Linked DNA regions of Pan troglodytes: all the other regions are linked to region 2. The links are chromatin contacts, called in public HiChIP or PLAC-seq maps. All regions are on one chromosome and are shown on one strand. Each heading gives the region's core, a stretch centred on a gene start, on an enhancer-like site or on the middle of the called end of the contact. The rest is flanking DNA. Distances are from core to core; before and after follow the strand shown.

Region 1 (3,642 bases), core at 568-3,067, 240 kb before region 2:
TCACTGGGTCAAAGTCCAACTCTTCAGTTGGTACACAAGACTTTTCATGACCCAAAAAACCCTACTTACTGCTTCAGTCTCTCTTCTTGCTTCTCTCTACACACATCTTTCACACTGATCAACTACTTGCAGTTCCCATACTGAGCCTTTGCATATGCTGTCTCCACCATCCAGCATGCCCCCCTTTGTTCTTCACTGGGCCAACCAACCACTACCTCTCCTTCAGAGTCTGCCCAGATGTATCTCCTTTAAGAAACCTTTTCTATCTCCTCCCTCCTTCCCTGAGTGCTGCCAAATAAAATAAAACCTACCTCTGAAACAAACTTATTATACCATATTAACATTGCCAATTTACTTGTCTGTCTTTCCTTCTTAAATTAAGGTTCTTAAAGGTGGTATCATAATAAGCACTAGGTAAATATTCTTCTAAACAAATAAGGACTGAATGAGTTGCTCAGTGGCATGACCTTTGTGGAGCACACAAATCCAGCCTCTGAACAGTCTTATATGGAAAAAGCTTTGGACGCAAAGATATGCTTTTAATGGAATTGACCAAAAAGTCAAAGAACATGGAAATAATTATGCAAAATATAATATAGCCATAACTGGAATATTAACCAGCCACTTAAAATTATGCTTATAAAGAAGCTATACTAACATTTGTGAAATTGAAATGATACAATGGTAAATGAACAAAAAGAAAACTTTATTTTCAGTATTGTCTAACCTATACAAAAATGCGTAAAATATTAGACACATATACTAACATGGTAAAAATAGTTCATTCCAAGTGGTAGCATTATGGATTTTTAAACCTTTCTTGTACTATATTTTCTAAATTTCTAAAGTTCGAATGAAATGTTTTGTAAGTGTAAGGAAATGTTTCCAATGAAGAAGAAACAAAAAATATCTTCATGCAAATCCCACTAAAGTCCATTGGCCAAAACAGCCTGCAAACTAGGACAAAGAATAGCACTTTTCTTCCCCCTAGATGTGATACATGTATATGAAAATAAATAATACAAATAAAGTCAGACCCCAAAGCCTGCAAGGACAAAATACAGCAGAACAGCAAATTTGTTTTTGAGAGAAAAAACTAGAGAGTTACTGAACTAGTTATTGGCATCGCTGGAAGAAGATGCAAGCCTTCTGCCATCCAGCCTGGGTCACTTACCAATACCGCACCCTAAAGATTTTTCTATCCTCCCTAATTTTAAATAGACCTTGGTTGTAAAGTTAGAACCATATACATGTACATATTATGTACAGAAATACACTTCTGGTTTCACTAGACAAACATTTACTGAGGGCCTACTTAGTGCTAGTATTAAAACTGCGTGTTAAATCTCTCACCTTCCCTACTAGAAAGAGCCAAGGCCTTTCTTCCTGTTCACTACTGTGTTCCCAGCTCCTGGGAAGATGATAGCATTAGGAGGCCCTGCAAACACATTTCTGTGAGCTGCAGAAAGGAACGAAGCAGGGAAAGAAGCAGAGTCCCAGCACTTGGGTTCACTTTGTCCTACAGTCTCTGGGAAAGCCCGTCTGCACGAAGCATGAAAAACGTGTTAAAACGCAGTGGCCCAGCGGGGGAGCGTGAATGAGAGCTCGCATTGGTAAGCTTTTTGTTAGTTCGTTAGTTCAACTATAGTACCCTTCAGCTAAGCACACAGATGCCCGAAGCCCGGATTCCGATTCCGGTCGCCGGCCCTCCCTCCTCTCCTCATCCAGCGCTAGACCCCAGCTGTCTCTTTCCTCCCGGTGCCCAGGATCGCACCGCCCAGACCACCCTACTCTCCCTGCCCCGGAAGTTACACGCTGCCGACACCGGGACGTAACTTCCGGGAAGGGCTTACTTGCAAGGCAGACACGGAAGTGCTGGGAGGCGCCGGGAGCCGGTTCGGTTGCGGGTGTCTCTGGCCCTGCGGTCAGCCCTGGGAACGTCCCGGAGAGCTAGATTCCTAGAGGCCCGATTCCGCTAGCCCGGAACAGACAAAGCCAGCGCTCCCGCCCGCTCCCCGACTTAGGATCCGATGCCGGCAGCGTCCTGGGGCCCCCGTAGCGGGGCTGGACCATGAGCCTGCTGGACGGCCTCGCCTCCTCGCCGCGGGCTCCGCTGCAGTCCAGCAAGGCCAGGATGAAAAAGCTCCCGAAGAAGAGCCAGAATGAGAAGTACCGGCTGAAGTACCTGCGGCTGCGCAAAGCGGCCAAGGCCACGGTGTTTGTGAGTCTGACCCACGTTCAGCCGGTCCCCTCCTGGAGACTCCCTCACAAAATCTTTCCCCAAGCTGTTCCCCCTTCCCAGTGTGACAGTATTAATACAGTGTTGGCTTTTCCGTATACGTTACTACTTGTTAGCCTTGTGTTCTTGGACAAATTACGTAATTTCTCTGTGTCCTCATCTGTAAATGAGCTAGTAACTGTCTTGCAGAATAATGAATATTAAATGAGCAAAGAAAAGTGCTTGGTGCGTAAAAGACATACCAATAAATTTTAGTCATCGTTATTACTGCAGGACTCTAGGAAATGTGTTTGATTCTCGAGATACAGCCCTGAGAATTAGGCATTATTTGTAAAATGAGAACACTGAAGCCCAGAGAGATGATTTGCCCAAGGGTACTGTGTCAGAGCCCTGACTCCATCTTAGATAACCCTGATTCCATTTTATGACTTCCAGTACACAGACTATTTTCTGAGCACCTCAAATCCCCATAACTGACCCTTTGCCCAAAGAGGTACATGAAACTCTCAGTAATTTCCCCCCTCTAACCTTTGAGTGTTCCAAGTGTTTCTTCCTTTCTTTTATTGTAGAAGCACTGGATTTATTGAGTGAATAAACTTAATATAGCTTGCCAGCCATAACTTTATATTAGAATAGTTTGGCTTGCCTCAGTGCTTGGAAATAGGGGTGGAGTCCTCAAATGTCCCCCCACATCCAAGTCAACAGTTCATCTCTTCTCTCTACCAAAAGCTTGAACGTCTCTCAGCATTTTTGGAAGCAGAAGGAAAGGTTCAGAAATTAGAATACACGTTCCAAAAACACTTATTCAGCACTTGCTATGTGCATTGCTTGCTATTTGCGCTGGAGAGAAACAAGAAAAGTAGAACTAAGAGAACTTAGCATCTGATTGACTGTTCCCTTTCTTTTATTCCCTATACGTCAAAGGTACCTAAAGCTTGGAATTTATGTTATTTCAAGGATATTGGTTCCATCAAATACATAATGAAGATTTTGTGAAGAAAAAGCGATGTTGTTTTGAACATTGAGAGTTTGAAGTTCCACCTATGGGGGCATTCAGATTCAGAATTCCCTTCAGGATTGGTGCTTGGGAGATAGATTGAGTCATCATTTACAAAAAAAAAAAAGAAAAAAGAAAAAAGATAATACTTGAATTCATATAAGTAGATTGTGAAGTTTAAGAATTTTACACACTAAATTTGATTTTGTTCTGTCCAGTTTTTCTCTGTTTGGGTTAGACTGGCTTTGTAAGTTTTTCAAGAGTTGAGGCACTTGGGAATAGACAGTTTTCATATTTATAGTATTTAATTTAAGCATATAAGGATTTAAGCAGTATGCCTTTTTCTTTGCCAAAGGCTATACTAATTAGGGTGACCATTAATCTTGGCTTGCCCAGGACAGTCCTG
Region 2 (3,789 bases), core at 724-3,223:
GGTTTCTGGCCCCCTCCGCCCCAGAGCAGGGCCTGGTGCCAGGACGTGGGGTTTCTATCCCGGTTCAGCCTCTGCTGTGATGGAACCCAGGTGACCGCGGTCAGCAGGGGGCGGAGCAAAGGGCCCCGGAGCCTCGAATCTCACGGGTCAGAGTAGATCAAGCACTCCAATTCCTCCTTAACAGATGGGAAAACTGAGATCCAAAGCGGTGACGTCTTGTACTTGGCAAACGTAGAATTAGAACCCACTTCTGTGTTGGTCATTCCTGAAGGATAGATTTCGGGTGGGAAATACATCCCTTACTTTCTCTCTTATCTGAATACCACCCTGGAGCGAGGAAGGGAGGGGCGTCAAATCTCTTATTATCTTCTTGCTTTTGAAAGGATGTGTCTCTAGCCCGTCTCCCACCTACCCCAGTCCTCAGCCTCAGGGTCTGCTCGGATTTATGTCTTCCCTGGGGGCTCCAGCGCCCTAGTCAGGCACCGGCAGATGAGGTGCTGAAAAGGACAGCTCCCAGGGCGCTGCGTGGCGGTGGGGTGGGGGGTCCATCCGGCCCCACCCCCACTCCCACCTACCCCCTCCCCCACACCTAGTGCTTCCAGCCTTTCTACGTCCCGCCCAGAACTGCTAGGGTTGGAAGGCACCTAAGCACCCATAGTTGGAGGCTCACAGCCAGGCGCCTGGACTGAGGAAGGAGGCTTGGAACAAGCCCCCTACCCCTTGACAATGTCTCGGGTTCCCATGAACAAGCTCTGCCTGAAATATTTCAATTCTTGATTCTGCTTACTCCCGAGTCTGCGACTGTATAGCACCCACCCCTCTGATCTCGACCCCTTTGGGGTCAGAAGCAGTCGCCCCATGAAGGTTGTCTCATCCCAGAACCTGACGGCTGAGCCAGAACTCCGGCACTGACTCTTCAATCAGCAGGGCCTTACCTCAGGTTAGGAATGCCCCGGCCTCTCTCTTTCCCTGATACCCCAAAGCCATCTCCTGTCTAGGAAAGTGAGTTTGTCGAGGTGGGTCTTCAGGTAGAAAGAACTCCAGAAAAGTCAGAAGCAGACCGCGACTGGAAGTGGGAGGTGGGAGTGGGGGCACATGGTTTTCTTCTCGCCCCCCAGTAAGGACGACTGCTATCCGATTTGAACAGCTTTGCACTAATTTTGCAGCAATCCCACATGCCTTTACAAAAATAATATTATCTTTGTTTTTGTCCTAGAATCCTTGGTTCCATTTCAGTCTCCTCAAAAACGTAAAACAATTTAATAAAAAATGTCAAAGCAGGGTAATGTAAAAGGATTCAAACAAATGACAGTTGCCTGGGTTTCCCTGGCTTTCAGTCTCCTACAGGAACTCCTAGATTAGGGCGTTTGGAGCAGGACTCCCGGGTCAGGGCGCGCCGCTCCATCCTCTGGCCTCCCGGCTGCAGACCAAAGGACCAGAGGGCAGAGAGGTGGACCTGTCTTGGAATTCTCTTCCTACTCCCAACTCTTGCTGCAAACCACCACCCCAGTCTCCTGCCCTTCCGTCGCCAAACCCCTAGACTTGGGAGGGAATGGAAACCAGAACTTTGGCAGCAAGGAGCACTGCTTGCGCTTTGCCTCAGTTTCCAAAAGGTTCGGGAAAAGAGAGGACAGATTCCTGTTCTGAAGTTGGGCAGAAGGGCAGAGTCCGACAGAGCCTCGTCCCTCGTCTTGGGTGCTTTGAGAAAGGGAAAATCTCTCGCCGCGTCCAGAACGGAACTCTGGGCTTGGGGTGCGGGGCGGGGACTCCAACTCGCGCGCTACGCTACTCGTGTCTCCTGCTCGGATAGTGACTGTAGAGGTAAGGGTGGGAGGGTGGAGGGAGGCGGATTAATCCCTTAATTACGCCGTGATCGGCATGGCACCTGCTTTCCGCCTGCCCAGCTCCCAGGGGACTCCGGCACTAGGGGGTGGAGAGAAGGACGAGGGAAGGAGGAGGGCACGAAGAGGCACCGACCGTACCCAGGCGCACCGGCAGGAGAGCGGCACCGTGGCTGCCGCAGCGCGCAGAGGCTGTGGAGGGGCTTACGGCTCCCAGCCCACGGGTCTCAGACCCAGGGGCTGGGCCACCAGCCCCCAGTCCCGATCCCAGCTGGGTAGAGCCATGCTGCGCTACCTGCTGAAAACGCTGCTGCAGATGAACTTGTTCGCGGACTCTCTGGCCGGGGACATCTCCAACTCCAGCGAGCTGCTCTTGGGCTTCAACTCCTCGCTGGCGGCGCTTAACCACACCCTGCTGCCTCCCGGCGATCCCTCTCTCAACGGTGAGACCCTGCCTCTTGGGGATATGGGATCCTGGGATGGGGATGAGGTGAGAGGGCGGCGTGGAAGGGAAGGAGAAGCGCTCCTATCCCGAGGTCCAGGATTGAGCGGCGCCTCCCAGCGCCTCCCTGGGTCGTGGGGTCTAAGGGATAATTTGGAACTTCGAGCACCTGAGTGGGGGTACCCGCGGGAGGTCGAGGGCTTGGGAGAAGATGGCTACTGAGTCTTTTTACACCTCCTTCCCTTCCCCTACAACGCCCACCCCAGGTGAGAAGAACCGTTGCTGGTAACGGGCAGGGAAGTCCGAGCTAAGAAAGGCCCGGGCCCAGCGCAGGGAGGGCAGAGGAGGGGGCACAGTCTCCCGCCGGCCTCGGCCAAGCCAGGTCACTCGGTGACCCACCCAGGCAGCTGGTCTTCAGAACCCCGAAGTTTCCCAAGAACTCACTTAGGACCAGAGGAAGCCAAAATGCTGGATGTGTTTGCTACGGAGGGGTTAGGGGCGGCGATCATTTTAAGGAAACTTAGAAGTTTGTCTTTCAGCTGCGGGACTCTCAGCCGGCCCACCCCGGCAGAGCTGTGGCGGGCGGGCGGAGCTGGCGGCGAGGTCGTTACCGCTAATTACGGTGATTAATAAATGACTGGGACAGCGCGCTCTCCCCTAGCGCCGCGGGGAAGCTGCGGGAGCCGGCCGCCGCCAGCCTGCGGGGAGGCCGGAGCCCGCCCCCTGCCTGCCGCATCGGGAACCCCCGCTTTACCGGGCGCTTTCGCGTGTGGTTCCCTCCAGGTGCACGCGGTCCCCGTCCCTCTGCCTCGACCCACTCGAGTCTAGTGACGAGCACTGTGCTGGAGACTCGAAGGTGGAGAGAAAGGAGACCCTGGCAATATGTGTGTGTTTATGTGTGGGGCACATCAGGTGCTGAGGGAGGAGCCCCAGAGCCTCATTAGCATGGCCATTAGCTATTCATTAGGCTGCAGTCGAAGCATCTCCTGAGACCCGGAAGGGTAGAGGGGGAAATTCCAGGGAAAGGGCGCCTGCAGCTGTGTCTACAGGAATTAGGGGGAAAAGGCCGACCAGAAGGGTGTGGTCCGTATAGAAGGATTGGGGAGAAAGACGATGGGGGAGGAGCCCGATTCTCCAACCTCTTGACCCTCCTAGATTCCCAGGAGGTTAAGCACAGATCCCTTCTCGCTGGCACCCCGCAGAGTCCCGCTTCTGCTCACCTAGCGCGTTTACAGAGTGTTTTCACCATACTTTGTCTCATCTAAGCTCGAAACTTAGTGAGGTATGCAAGGAAGGTGTTGACAGACACATTTTGCCGCTGAGAAAATGCTTTATAGAGTGAATAGTGCCCTAATCGTCACAAAAGCAGCATGAAGCAAAACCTAGCGATAACAGATCAGTCCATTTCCATTACACCTGAGAGCTATACCAAGGGGAAAAAAGAATATTGGGGCCTGGTAGAATTTGATTCAGGTAGAGACTGTAGGAGCCAAGATAAGGTGCATA
Region 3 (3,261 bases), core at 98-2,597, 190 kb before region 2:
CCAAGTAGAGTACTAATGAATGAAAAATGTGATCAATGTTAATGAAGGTGATGTAACAATAAGACCCAAAGGAGGAGATAAAATACTGACACTAAAATAAACAGCCTTTAACTGAAAACCTAATAAAATATCTTTTCCCCACCTCATAAGATGGATCTCAAAGGTCACTGAGTGGAGATAAGAGTCAGGAAATGGCATACAGAGTGCTAGCATTTTGCACTTTTGTTAGACTCTGAACAATCATTTATGGGCTGCAGTTTGTCTGAATCTAGGTACTTTTCCGGCTCTCAGGTAGAGCAGGAGTCATTTTTCTGCACGCTGTTCTCCTACCCCAACTATCATTTCTTAACAGGGATCTCTGGGGTCCACTCTTTGAGTGTTTTGAAAAAGAAAGGAAGAAATCCAACATTATCACTTTAGTTTGCATTATCAGACAGATTGCACCTTCTGCTTTTTCCATACTGTGACCCAGTGTCCAGCCTAGGGTATTCGAATGGCAAGATCTGACCTGCGCAACAGCCAAAGCGAGCCACCAGCCTCCCCTATGCCACTCACATTTTCCCACCACCAATATCTGTAAGCGGCACCAGAAATCAAAACTGAGCCTTAAATAGTCAGAGCTAGTGAGGGGGTTGTATTTCTTAGCCCTAATAACCACTTAAACGAGTAAAATTTAATTCCCCTAAGGAACCCCGCCTGAAGCAAACCCTCCCCAAGGGCACCACTGAGGGGGTAGCGCTGAAATGTTTTGGAAGATTCAGTCACCTGTTTCCAAATATTACCTAACTAGCTTCGCCTCCTTCCCTCCGAGCTCCCCTGCAGTTACTCCAGGACCCCGAAGGCCTCTTTCTGGGCACATTTGGGCCTCCTCACTCAGACAAGCCGCACTTTCTCCCTGCTCACAGGCTGCATGTCAGGGATGGTAAGTGGGGGGTGGAGAAAGTGGAGAGGCCGGGGTTCAACCCAGCAGACTCCTGCACACCGGGCCTTGGTCGGAGACGCGAGCCGCTAGCCTAGCTAGGTTCCTTCGTCGACCTTGAGAAAGGGGCGCGGATCCGTGTCCCGCAGAGGACACGGGGTCTCGGAGCCCGCACAGGCTGAGGGGCAGGGGTCCGGCCGAGCCGGGCCGCCTCACCTGCACTTCTGTCGGCCCACAGGATTAATGGCAGCACCAGCCCGAGTACAAGCCCCGGCGCGACCATGCTTGCAAGGATCTGACCGCCGCCCAGGACTGGGAAAGTGGGCTCCCGGCAGGGGCGGGGCCTGGGCGGGGGCGAGGCCGACTCCACCCTTTTGCAGTCCTCGGAGCCTCCCGCGACCTCAGGACTGGGCTGTGCTCGCCCCTTCTCGGCCGCCGTAGTTTTTTTTTTTTTTTAAAGAAAAAACGGTTACCCAGCAACGAGAAAAACAACCGGAACCGGCGGCACCAGCTCGGAGAGAAAGGAGGTGAGGCCGCTTCCCCACTTCCTCTCCGATACCAAGACCTAGCCTTTTCCCTTCGTCTCTCTTATTCTCTCAGCATCCCAGACGCAGCCTCGGAGCCCTGGGCCGTTTGGGAGCCGAGGCAGCCCATTCTGCGCGAGTCTGAAATCCCAGGTCCTCAACATCCCGCCCCCGACTAGACCCGTGTGCCCCCTCCGCCCGCCCTCCTCTGCCCACATTGGTTCAGAATCTCGCCAGCTCTTTTCACCACCCTAGAATGGTTCGATACCTCCATCTACTGCTCCCTCAGAAAAAGCAAAAGAGAGGAGTCAGGCGTGGTGGCGCGCGCCTGTAATCCCAATTGCTCGGGAGGCTGAGGCGGGATCATCGCTGGAGCCCAGGAGTTCGAGACCAGAGACCCCGTCTCAAAGAAAAAAAAAAAAAAGCGATGAAACGAGAACCCTCCATAGTCTGAGCCTCATTAAACCGTCCAGTTCTCCCAACCTGGACCCCTACCACGGCCTCCGCCTCTATTCCGCATTGACGCACACTCTCACATTAACAGGCCAGGTCCCGGAGGATTCTTTTCATACTCAGTAGCTCAGCCCGCTGCTTAGCAGCTACCCTTAATCTAGCCCTTGTATTTCAAGACAGAAAGAGACAGCCTGATCAAGAAGAAACCGAAAAATATAAGAATTCTAAAACTTTAGAGGCTGGGATTTCAAAATCATGACACACAGCCCCATCCCATCCCATCCCTCCCTCACACACACGCACGCACAACCCCATTCCACAGTACGAAGGTGTTCGAAGCATTGTGGGTCATGCTTCAGAAGTGGCAGCAAAGGGAAAGATTGTGCAACTTCTTCATTCAACAAATTAATTTCTAGAACCAGGACTAATTTCTACTCTTTAAAAAAAAAAAATAGACCTCAAAGAAGGTCTTCTCAGCAATTGATAATGAATTCAATTTAACTTTTTAGCAATCATTCTCTCTAAATTCCTGTGTGATAGCAAAAATTACCCTTACCTTTTGAGCATATAAAGGGTAAAGAGAGAAAAAGTCATATTGAAAATTTTGGGTTTTTTGCAGGGTTTTAAATGATTTGGCCTAGTGAATGGGTCTGTGTTTGTATTATACTAATTCACAATGGAGATTTCAAAACTCTTTGGAAGAAATGGATGGGCTTGGGTTGTGTTAGGGAAAAAAGAATTCAAGTCCAGATGTATGAGTCTCAGAAATAATTTGTTGGCATAGTTGTGATTATATAAGTAAAATCAGACTAATTTAAAGACAGCACTCTTTAATGAATCTTTAGGTTCCATAGGCAGTTCTTACCAAGAAGATGTCGATTCCATTCTCCAACACCCACTACCGAATTCCACAAGGATTTGGGAATCTTCTTGAAGGGCTGACACGCGAGATTCTGAGAGAGCAACCGGACAATATACCAGCTTTTGCAGCAGCCTATTTTGAGAGCCTTCTAGAGAAAAGAGAGAGTAAGCTTTCTAAAATTAGTCATTTTTTAAAATAAGAAACTAAGCATTTGTTTATGGTAAAACTCGCTTAAGACCGTCTCCATTCTGCAGAAAGCCTTTATGAGGCAGGGAGTTTCAGATAACAGTTCTTGCTCTTTGAAACAGTATGTACCCCTTTGATATGTTCTCTTAAATTCGTTTCATATTATGGAATTATTCAGACCGTCTTCATTGTATTTCTCACGGACATACAGCGTGGACGGTAACTGCAAAAGAGCATACATTTCTCGGGAGAAATCAGTGGGGGAAAAAAAGATCATACAGTCTACCCTCGCCACGTTCCAGCATACTGTTCCTGTG

What was found. HiChIP or PLAC-seq counts read pairs in DNA pulled down with a chosen protein or histone mark.
Region 1: an H3K4me3 HiChIP or PLAC-seq map of stem cell-derived excitatory neurons shows a contact between it and region 2, with 6 times the contacts expected there. The contact joins the promoter of TBRG1 here to the promoter of ROBO3 in region 2. A contact is called at or near these places in 1 of 1 datasets of contacts at active chromatin or transcription factors (stem cell-derived excitatory neurons) and 1 of 1 other capture datasets (stem cell-derived neural stem cells).
Region 3: an H3K4me3 HiChIP or PLAC-seq map of stem cell-derived excitatory neurons shows a contact between it and region 2, with 9 times the contacts expected there. The contact joins the promoter of SPA17 here to the promoter of ROBO3 in region 2. A contact is called at or near these places in 1 of 7 Hi-C or Micro-C datasets (stem cell-derived neural progenitor cells), 1 of 1 datasets of contacts at active chromatin or transcription factors (stem cell-derived excitatory neurons) and 1 of 1 other capture datasets (stem cell-derived neural stem cells).

The regions. Positions count from the first base shown.
Region 1 is chr9:126,566,071-126,569,712 of NHGRI_mPanTro3-v2.0_pri, forward strand. TBRG1 (transforming growth factor beta regulator 1) reads left to right here and starts at 1,818. Exons shown (of 9, transcript XM_009424424.5): 1 at 1,818-2,221. The coding sequence starts at 2,072. LOC129136489 (a long non-coding RNA gene) reads right to left here and starts at 1,798. Exons shown (of 3, transcript XR_010147702.1): 1 at 1-1,798.
Region 2 is chr9:126,807,494-126,811,282 of NHGRI_mPanTro3-v2.0_pri, forward strand. It overlaps ROBO3 (roundabout guidance receptor 3), which reads left to right and starts at 1,974. Exons shown (of 27, transcript XM_063784598.1): 1 at 1,974-2,284. The coding sequence starts at 2,125.
Region 3 is chr9:126,617,530-126,620,790 of NHGRI_mPanTro3-v2.0_pri, forward strand. SPA17 (sperm autoantigenic protein 17) reads left to right here and starts at 1,348. Exons shown (of 5, transcript XM_003313397.4): 1 at 1,348-1,446; 2 at 2,742-2,922. The coding sequence starts at 2,769. It overlaps SIAE (sialic acid acetylesterase), which reads right to left and starts at 1,250. Exons shown (of 10, transcript XM_508836.6): 1 at 1,136-1,250. The coding sequence starts at 1,202.